2 separate regions of the Hordeum vulgare genome follow, and region 1 is linked to region 2. The links are chromatin contacts, called in public Hi-C maps. All regions are on one chromosome and are shown on one strand. The core of a region is the stretch at or near the end of the contact, and the rest is flanking DNA. Distances in the headings are between cores, read along the strand shown. Region 1 holds the start of LOC123443476. Region 2 holds the start of LOC123443475 (peroxiredoxin-2F, mitochondrial).

The links. Hi-C and Micro-C count contacts between places; a contact is called where the count stands out from the background.
Region 1: a contact with region 2 is called in a Hi-C map of leaf, with 4 times the contacts expected there. The contact joins the promoter of LOC123443476 here to the promoter of LOC123443475 in region 2. A contact is called at or near these places in 3 of 6 Hi-C or Micro-C datasets (leaf and seedling) and 1 of 1 datasets of contacts at active chromatin or transcription factors (embryo).

Annotation. Positions count from the first base shown.
Region 1 is chr3H:190,897,326-190,901,845 of MorexV3_pseudomolecules_assembly, forward strand. LOC123443476 reads right to left here and starts at 1,891. Exons shown (of 12, transcript XM_045119854.1): 1 at 1,708-1,891; 2 at 383-639; 3 at 213-255. The coding sequence starts at 621.
Region 2 is chr3H:190,524,705-190,529,356 of MorexV3_pseudomolecules_assembly, forward strand. It overlaps LOC123443475 (peroxiredoxin-2F, mitochondrial), which reads right to left and starts at 2,218. Exons shown (of 5, transcript XM_045119851.1): 1 at 1,877-2,218; 2 at 1,760-1,789; 3 at 1,087-1,245; 4 at 394-488. The coding sequence starts at 2,068.

The DNA.
Region 1 (4,520 bases), core at 641-3,140, 370 kb after region 2:
ATGATTCGGTTGCTTTTCATATTCATGAATAACACCTCATTACATTGTCCAAACAAAACTGCAGACGGATAGTCAATTAAATCAGAGAAAACTACTAGGGTCCTGGGATATTAACATGTGTAACTGGTGGGTGTGCCTCGCGAAAGAAAAATGTTGTATCTGAAAGAATTTGAGTAAAGAAAAGAAAAAAATGTTGCAGTAGTGGATCTTACAGTAGCAGGTTCCAGGAAACAGCCAGCAAGGTTAAACAAATCCCTGCATGATTGCAGAAGAATGACATACACCATTAGATAGAGCATTGCGCACGATATGCATATGCAAGTACGATAAGGACGATACAGCATCAATATGCGAGGAAGGTGGGAAATAAGAAACAACATACCCAACTATCCAGGTCATCAGAAAGGCAATAGAAAGGCCTTCTGTTGACTTCTGTTTGTAATTTGTGATGATCTGCGGCACCTCGGCGATACCCCAACTGAGGACACTAGCCAGTCCAAGACCCAAGGCAACACCATCCTTTGTGCTGCACAGGCAGTACTTCAGATAGACTTTAGCCCATTCCGCGCAATGCGGAGCTGATGGGCAGCTCGGAGGAGGCGTTCCACTGAAGATACCCATTTGAGTGTGCGCTCAAACCTGAGGAATAATTGCACAAAATATGAGCGTCATAGAAAGGATGTGCTGTCAATTTGATCTTCTCATTTGAACAAGGAAATATTCTAGTGTAATTAGCAACTTCTTATTTCCGTTATGAAATAGTACCATATAGGCATATGTGAAGAAAATGCTTTCCATTTTTTACTTGAAATGCGTGAAGCAAAATTGAATAGTTGTCTAAATTTTAGCTCAAAATATGGGGGAGAGAAAACTGTTCCATCCCTAAAAAAAGAAACAGATGTGATGGAAGTTCAGAGACAACAGCTAAAAGAGAAGAATATAATAGAGAATAGTATGGAAAGAATATTCAAAAGTAAAAGGAAGAGGTTCTAAGAAAGATCGAGGAGAAGAGAGAAGATCCACTTCCCGCATGTTGCAGTTTGCTTTGTGTATAAGCATTTCAACATTACTGTAGAAAGCTGAATTAGAAAATGAACTGAATTTTGAAAAAATTATTGATAAGGACTTGAAGATACAGGTGGTCTTCATTCTCTTCTCCTATGTCCACACGAACCACCTACGCAAACAGCCAAAAACACGAACAAAATCGCTGTGTCCGTTCTTTCTCTCTCCGTCTCTCAGTTTATCTATTATCCCCATATTCTCCGCCGCCAACCAGAAAAATGCTGCGGATCCATAGTTCAAATAATCGCATCAAGAAACGTAAAAATTGAAAGACCCATCGGCGAGGCACGGGCACAGCCCAGTTCAATCGAGATACCGTCCCCTCTCGTCTCAAAATTGCATCGATTCGCCAGCGAATCCGCGTCCCCGTTCTAGCAGTCAAACGGCAACGCGTCTCCGCCACTAACAACCTTAAAAGCGCCGCAAGAAAGAAGAAGAAACCTAAAGCCGGCGCGACGTACAGGCAGGAAGAGGCAGACGGCTGAATCGGGAGTAGGGCTACTCAATCTCGTCAGACCGATGGACGCAGCCGCCAAGAAGCGAGCCCCGGCCGGAACACGGCATTGTCGGTGGACATTCACGAGGCGGCGGCACGATTTGAAGAGAAGGCGTCGCAAGGGAAGGAGGGGAGGTAGTTCGTACCAGAGTTGTTCGTCCTGTTGCCGAGGAAGCGAACGAGAGAGAGAGGGAGAGTTGGAGTTGGAGTTGGAGTTGGCGAGGCGAAGACGGGAATCGAAACCGAGAGGAGAGAGGCCGCGAGATTTTATCGCCCGCTCGCCCTCGCCGCCGCTTCTTGGCTGTGGTGTGGGTGGCTGGTTCTCGCGAGACCGGGATGCCTATTTTGGCGGGTTGCCACCGTGCCCTGCCGCGGCCGCGTGGCACCGCTCGCTCCGGCTCCGGCTCCCTGCTGGCCCGGGACTCGCGACTCGTGAGCCGTACGTTCGCAGGTTTTTTCCTTACTCTTGTCGAAACGGAAACGGAAACGGAAACGTGAAGTCGTCCACACGAGTTACAGCTACAACCTCGGTACCCCGGGCGCGTACGTCTCAATCATACTGACACGATCAAAACATTTTTTTAAGAAAAAAAGTTTTCTTAAGAAAATGATTATAATCATCTGACCGATTTTATGCCTCGCGTTAAGAGCCAATTACATACGGGCACTGCTAGGCGCCGGCGTGCCGGCCCGAGGGCTCGCGCCGGTCGCACAGCAACCGTCAGATCAGGGGCTCCCTGACCATCAGGTCTCGTCACGCGAGCCCCCACCGCCCGCCATCCTCGCACGCGCCGCCGCCCCAGCACGCGCCGACCGCGTCGTCTCGCCTCCTCACCGACCGCTCGCCGCCTCGGCTGCCCCGCGCTCCGGGACTCAGCTCGCCCCGACCGTTCGCTGCCCCCGCCGCTCGCCGACGCACTCGCAGCGCCGGCGCACTCGTCGCTGCTCATACACGTCGGTCTTCACCTCGTCGGTCGCATCTCACCCCCTTGTGTTGCAAACGCTGGAAAAAAAGTTTCAACCGTGTGTAGAAATGTTGGAATTATGCCCTAGAGGCAATGATAAATAAGTTATTATTATAACTCATGTATCAAGATAATCGTTTATTATCCATGCTATAATTGTATTGAATGAAGACTTAGATACTCATGTATCAAGATAATCGTCGGTCGCATCTCACCCCCTGTGTTGCAAACGCTGGAGAGAAAGTTTCAACCGTGTGTAGAAAAAGCTTCAACCGTTAAGAAAAACAGCTTCAACCAAAAACTTCAACGAGGGAAAGTTATAAACGTTGACAGAAAAAGCTTCAACCGTATATGAAAAAAGTTTCAAACGCCGCTCCGACTGCAGCATCTCGCGTGGTCACTCCTCAAAAAGTTTCAACCGTGTATAGAAAAGCTTCGACCGTTAAGAAAAAAAGCTTCAACCAAATACTTCAACGAGGAAAAGTATGATTTGCCTTGCAGCTTTTTATATGTATGGTTGCAGCTTTTTTAATCAACGGTTGAAGCTTTTTAAATAGTCGTTTCAGCAATTTTTGGTGACGTTTGTAACACTTGTATACGTGCGCCCCGGCCATGGCGGGCACACGACGAGGACGACGGCGAAGGCTGGATCCGGCGAAGCGGACGGTCGACGGTGGCGGGAATTGGCGATTCGGGCGGGCCGACGAGGGCAGGGACCGGCGCAGCGGCGACGGCGGCGCAGGGGCGCGCGCGGATGATGGGTCCCTTCGACCATGTCGTCGCAGCGCGCGCGAGCCGTTCCGGATGGGGAGGAGATCGCGGGTCGTTCGGGATGGGGAGGAGATCACGAGATCGACGACGGGCATGCGTCCGGTCGAACGCACGGGCGGAAAACGTTTACCATTACATATTGGGCTAGTCTCGTGCACATGCAGCTCTTAGGATTTTACAACGTCATTTATGTTTTTTGAAATATAGGAAATATTGTAGTGGCAGCATGACGATGCGATGATGCAGACGAAAAGTTTCTACAGTACAATATAACCCTTATTTGTAGCGGTTGTAACAGTAGCAACGGAAAAGTAACTTATCAAAGATCAATATGTGGAAAGCTCGTAGGAAATGGATCAATGATGAAAAATTATGTCAGATGGCATTCATCAATGTAATGTAGACATGTATTCCATATATAGTCATACGTGCTTATGGAAAAGAACTTGCATGCCATCTTTTGTCCTACCCTCTCGTGGCAGCGGAGTCCTAATGGAAACTAAGGGATATTAAGGCCTCCTTTTAATAGAGAACGGACCAAAGCATTAGCACTGAATACATGAACTCCTCAAACTACGGTAATCACCGAAAAGAATCCCAGTTATTGTCACCGTGGGGGATGCGGATCATAACTTGTAATAGGTGTCTACAACTTGTAAGATAGGATCAAGAATACATATATATTCATGAAAACATAATAGGTTCAGATCTGAAATCATGGCACTCGGGCCTTAGTGGCAAGCATTGAGCATAGCAAAGTCATAGCAACATCAATCTCAGAACATAGTGGATACTAGGGATCAAACCCTAACAAAACTAACTCGATTACATGATAGATGTCATCCAACCCATCCAACCCATCACCGTCCAGCAAGCCTACGATGGAATTACTCACGAACGGCGGAGAGCATCATGAAATTGGTGATGAAGGATGGTTGATGATGACGACAGTGTCGATTTCCCCTCCCCGGAGCCCAAATCATACTCCAGATCTGCCCTCCCGGGGAAGAACAAGAGGTGGCGTCGGATCCGTACCGTAAAACACGATGAACTCTTCTCTCTGAATTTTTTCTCCCCGAATAGGAATATATAGAAGTGGAAACGAGGTCGGAGGAGCCACAGGGGCCCCACAAGCCAGGGGCGCGCCCTAGGGGTGGGGCGCCCTACAGGCTTGTGGCCATGTGGTGACTCCTCTCGAGTTGATTCTTTCACCAATATTTTTT
Region 2 (4,652 bases), core at 968-3,467:
GCATCTCCCCTAGCTAAATGGGTGGTCACTAAATCACTAATGCCATCAAGACTAACAAAAACAAGAAGAAAAAAACGACAGTCAATGCTACCTAACTCAAGACAAGCTACCAAATACTGAAAATTGTTTTCCAGAAATAGCTTAAAATCCTTTCGCATCATGTATAGTTATAAATTTAGTCCCATAATATCAAAGAGACAATTATCCAATTCTATAAACAAAGGCATAACTTATAAAACTACTGAACCACTAACCTAAAGCTCACCAGTAAGAGAGGTGCACTGCATGCCACATAAACTAAAGAAGAGTTCTAAGTAGCTGACATCATTTACATCATGGCTTAATTAATACTCCATTAGAGAATATCAGAAGAGTTGGCAAAAGTGTAATTACCTGTGGGAGCGGCGGCCAAGCAAAGCAGCAGAGAGATCTATATCCAAATCCAAGCTTTTGTGGAAGCTCCCGTCAAGGTCACCATAGAACTCAATCTGACAATAGAATTATACAATTAGGGCAGATGGTTAAAATAAACGTTCACATGATTTTGATTCTTGAAAATATCTAACATAGCATCCAACCGCATGGGCTAGAAATCTCGGAACATCTATGTGCAGTAACCACCTAGGCTGGTATGCATGCAATTCTAACACATTTCTGACCCTCATTACCATACAATACAGATTGAAATCATTCAACAGAGCATATGAAAGTTAGACTAAAAAAGACATGTGAGTTGAATTTGCACTCATAAAGTGGCTCGCAAGCAAACTAAAGCGCAGGGCTGGCAAAATAAGCAAGAGAAAAAGGAGAAAAAATTAACAGACAATGATTTGTGCACGAATGTTATGGATTACTTACTATGACTATGACAGGGAGTAGGGAGGGCATATGGTAACATGAAGCATGTGTTATGCAGGAAAACCAAAACAGGTACTGCCAAACTTGAAGGAAGATTGTCCTATCTCATGACTCAGTTGGCAATACTTTGATATGCAGTTATGCACACTACAATACCTGTATGTTATTCCATTATTCTGCGCTAAATCTAAATTGTATTCCATACAAAAATAGAGAGTAGTTACTCACTGCATCTTTTGCCTGTAATTTTTCCGCCCATCCATTCAGCACATAAGGATCATTTACAGCTACACAGATAACAGAGTCGATCCCTTTTGCTTTCAACTTATCAATGTTGTTCTTGTAACTAGGAACGTGCGACTGCGAACATACTCCTGTGTATGCACCCTGAAATATATCACAGAGATAGCTGTTAATTATATGAGCAATAAATCATTCCAGGAGAGAGTGAGTCTACAATGGAGTAGTTACCAATGAGATGGAAAGGGCAAAACACAGAACCATCATGGAGCAAGCTTACAATCCTAGTGGATGTAGCCAGAAACTGTTTAGGGATATAGAGTTATTAATGAATTTGAACGGTGGGCACTAAAATGCCATTCAGCGCAAAAGCTCAAGCACACTAATTCGCAGTCCAACAATGATGTTTCAGCATTTATTTTTCCTGATCTAGCCAATGGCCTGCCTGCCTATTCGCAGTTTCTCATACTGTACTTCGTGCGAATGGAGCATCCAAGAACTCGATCCATAAGCGTCTAATGCTGATTTTGGACTAGTACCAACTAGTGTGAAAAATCCCCACTGAGACTCATTAGGGTTTGGAAATAGTCGAGTATACATGAACCGAAGCTAGCACAAGAAGAACTTGGTAGGCGAGGGCAGTGAGCTAGAGAGAGCTTACCGGCAACCCGAAGATGACGACTTTCTTCCCCTGCGAGCAAGCAGATACAAAGAAACAGGAAGGGGTCAGACGATAGCGGCGGGAGGAAACAGGGGCAGAGTATAGAGAGCGTAGTACATGGAAGATGTCCTTGAGAGGGGTGGTAGAGAACTTGGTGGCGACTCCCTCGTCCCAGGACCGCGCCTTCTGCAGCGACACGCCGGGCGCCGCGGAGACGATGTCGGAGCCCACCGACGCAAATCCCCTGGCCGCGGCCCACAGCGCCGCCGCAGGGGAACCTCCCGCCCTCCTCGCCAGTGCTGACGCCATCGCCCTTCTGCTCTGACCTCCTACTCGCTCAAGCCGCCAAAAGCCACAGAAGATGGGACTAGGTATTGTTTCGTTGGATCGGGTTTCGCTGGCGAGCGGCCTTTGAGAGAACAGACTTGTATTCCATTAGGCCAACTCCACGGGACGATCCCATCTGGACGTCCGTTTCAACCGATTCTCTCAGTTTAGAATGACAACATAGCTATCCATGTTCGGATCGGTCCGTACCTACATCGGTGCGCCCAACGGGCAGACGCACCCTAAAACGTCTCGCATTTAAAATAAATTGGAATAAACAAAAAAATATAAATAAAACGCAAACATTAATAATTATACATTAATAAAAACATTGTTCAAGCCCCATGGCCCATGGTCCTTAATTAATCTTGGAACCGACTATGCAGCGGCGCCGCACCTTGACGCTCCCGTGCAGCGGCTGTTGTAGAAATGCACAGCGCGCTGGCAAAGCAAAATAAAAAAGAAATGTCCATTAATACTATTAAACTAAGTATTGTCATCATAAAAAAGTAAGCTAAGTACTATAATAATGTGGTTAGTTCCTTCTCTTTCTCCTCTGCATGCATGGAATAAAATCAAACAAGATTTTCATTAATGTTTGAAATTTAAAAAAAAAAATCTACAAAACCGTTAATTCAATCTATGATTCGTTTTCACCATTGGCTTCGTCGCGACGAGTTCTTCGAAACTAGATCCCATGTCGATGTGTTTCATCAACTTTTTTTTCATTCATGATTGCCACATTTTTTGACCCACTTGCCATATTATTAACCACTTATTTGCCTAAAAAAATAACTTGATTGACACTTTTTAATGTTTTTGTATAAAGCCTTGTAGCAGTTTTCATTATACATGATATAAAAGCATGTCATGGGTTGTGTTTGTCAATTTAAATATGCCAACTTGTCATGTTTACATATAACTTTGTCAGGAAACTATTTTGTGTGCTTGTTAGTTTAACTATGTTGGGTTGTCATATTTACAAACGATGACCAAAAAAGATTTCTTGTGATCACTAGTTTTAAATCTGTTGAGTTGTCATATTTTTACGCACAATCACCTAAAAAAAGTTTTTTGTGTTTGTCACTTTGATTATGTCGAGATATCATATTTATATTTATACGTAATTTTTAAAAATTTGATGATTAAGTTATTCTTTATCAAACAAGTAAGTACTTGCTAATATGACAAGTAAGTGTAACAAATGTGATAAGTACGAGCAGAAAAAAGATTATCGAAACATGTCAACATGGGATCTAGTTTTGAAGATTTCGTCGAAACAAAGTCAACGACGAAAACGAATCATCGATCGAATTAATGGTTTAAGAGATAAAGTCTTTGAATTCCAGTGATCTAAAACGAATTAATGACATTTGTATGCATGCATGCATGCATGCATGATGAAGGAAGGACAACCCAAGCCGCCGCATGCAATGGCCACGGTGGGGCGTTTCTAAATAGAATTTTCCATTAATCTTTACCTATTAATAAAAGCACATATTGCTTCTGTGGTACGTCATTAAAATTGTCTCGAAGTTGGTTTAAATTACCCACTATGCCACCCATAAATGAAAAAAATTGTTTAGACTTTTTCCTGTCAAAGTCGTTGTACGCTATCCTTCTTAAAGCTTGAAACCGTGATTTGTCAATACCATGTGTGAGGCGTAGTGGTTGGTGCAACTCTCATGCATCTAGGAGAGCTAGGTTCAATCCTTGGTTTTAGCACTTTTTCTCTCCCTTTTCTCTGTTTTTGTTTCTTGGTTTCGGTCAAGAAGAAGGCGGACAACTAACTATGTATGTTTTTCCTATAAATCTGGATTTGCTATGCAATAGTCCCACCTCGGTTCTTTTCTTAAATTTCCATCAGTTTCTTATGTATTTATTATCCATTCACACATATAACTTGTGTCCCTTGCTTCTTAAGATTATTGCCCTGGTATGGTGTGCAATAAATTCAGAGATCTATACGAACAAAGATAATGATTTAGAAAAAATAGATGAGGACTAGCCATTGAAAAGCATAATAATGTTTTTATTTCCTCTTCATGACAATCAAGGTCAAACAAATACCTTCATGTTTATGAGAATGAATTAAATTGATGGACAATGCCACTCCATTAATAACTAGAGCTAGCAGCGTGTTCACCTATATGGTTACATTTTCTTCTTAGAAAAATGTACTTACATTTTCTTCTTAGAAGAATGTATCATGCTGGAATTAGTATGTGCATTAGAATTGTATAATCGTTAGTGGCGAATTACTCATTGTAATAAGCGGTCAATACATAGTTTTGTTACTCCGTTGTAACGCACGTGCCTTTTGCTAGTACAATTTTAAAAAACAGATAAAATGCGTCGCCTCGCGTTGTTATCGTGCCCGTCGCCGTCTTCAGGCGCCGTCGTTGTCGTCATCGTCGCCAGTGAGGTCAATGTACGGCGGCATCGTCCAGAGGTGGGCCGGCAGCCCCTAGAAGGTTGGCGGCGCTCACGACGCCTGCACCACCTTCCCGCGCGGCGATGACTCGCGCTCCGGTGACCGCGACGGCGTGGGGCACGAAGGCTGGGG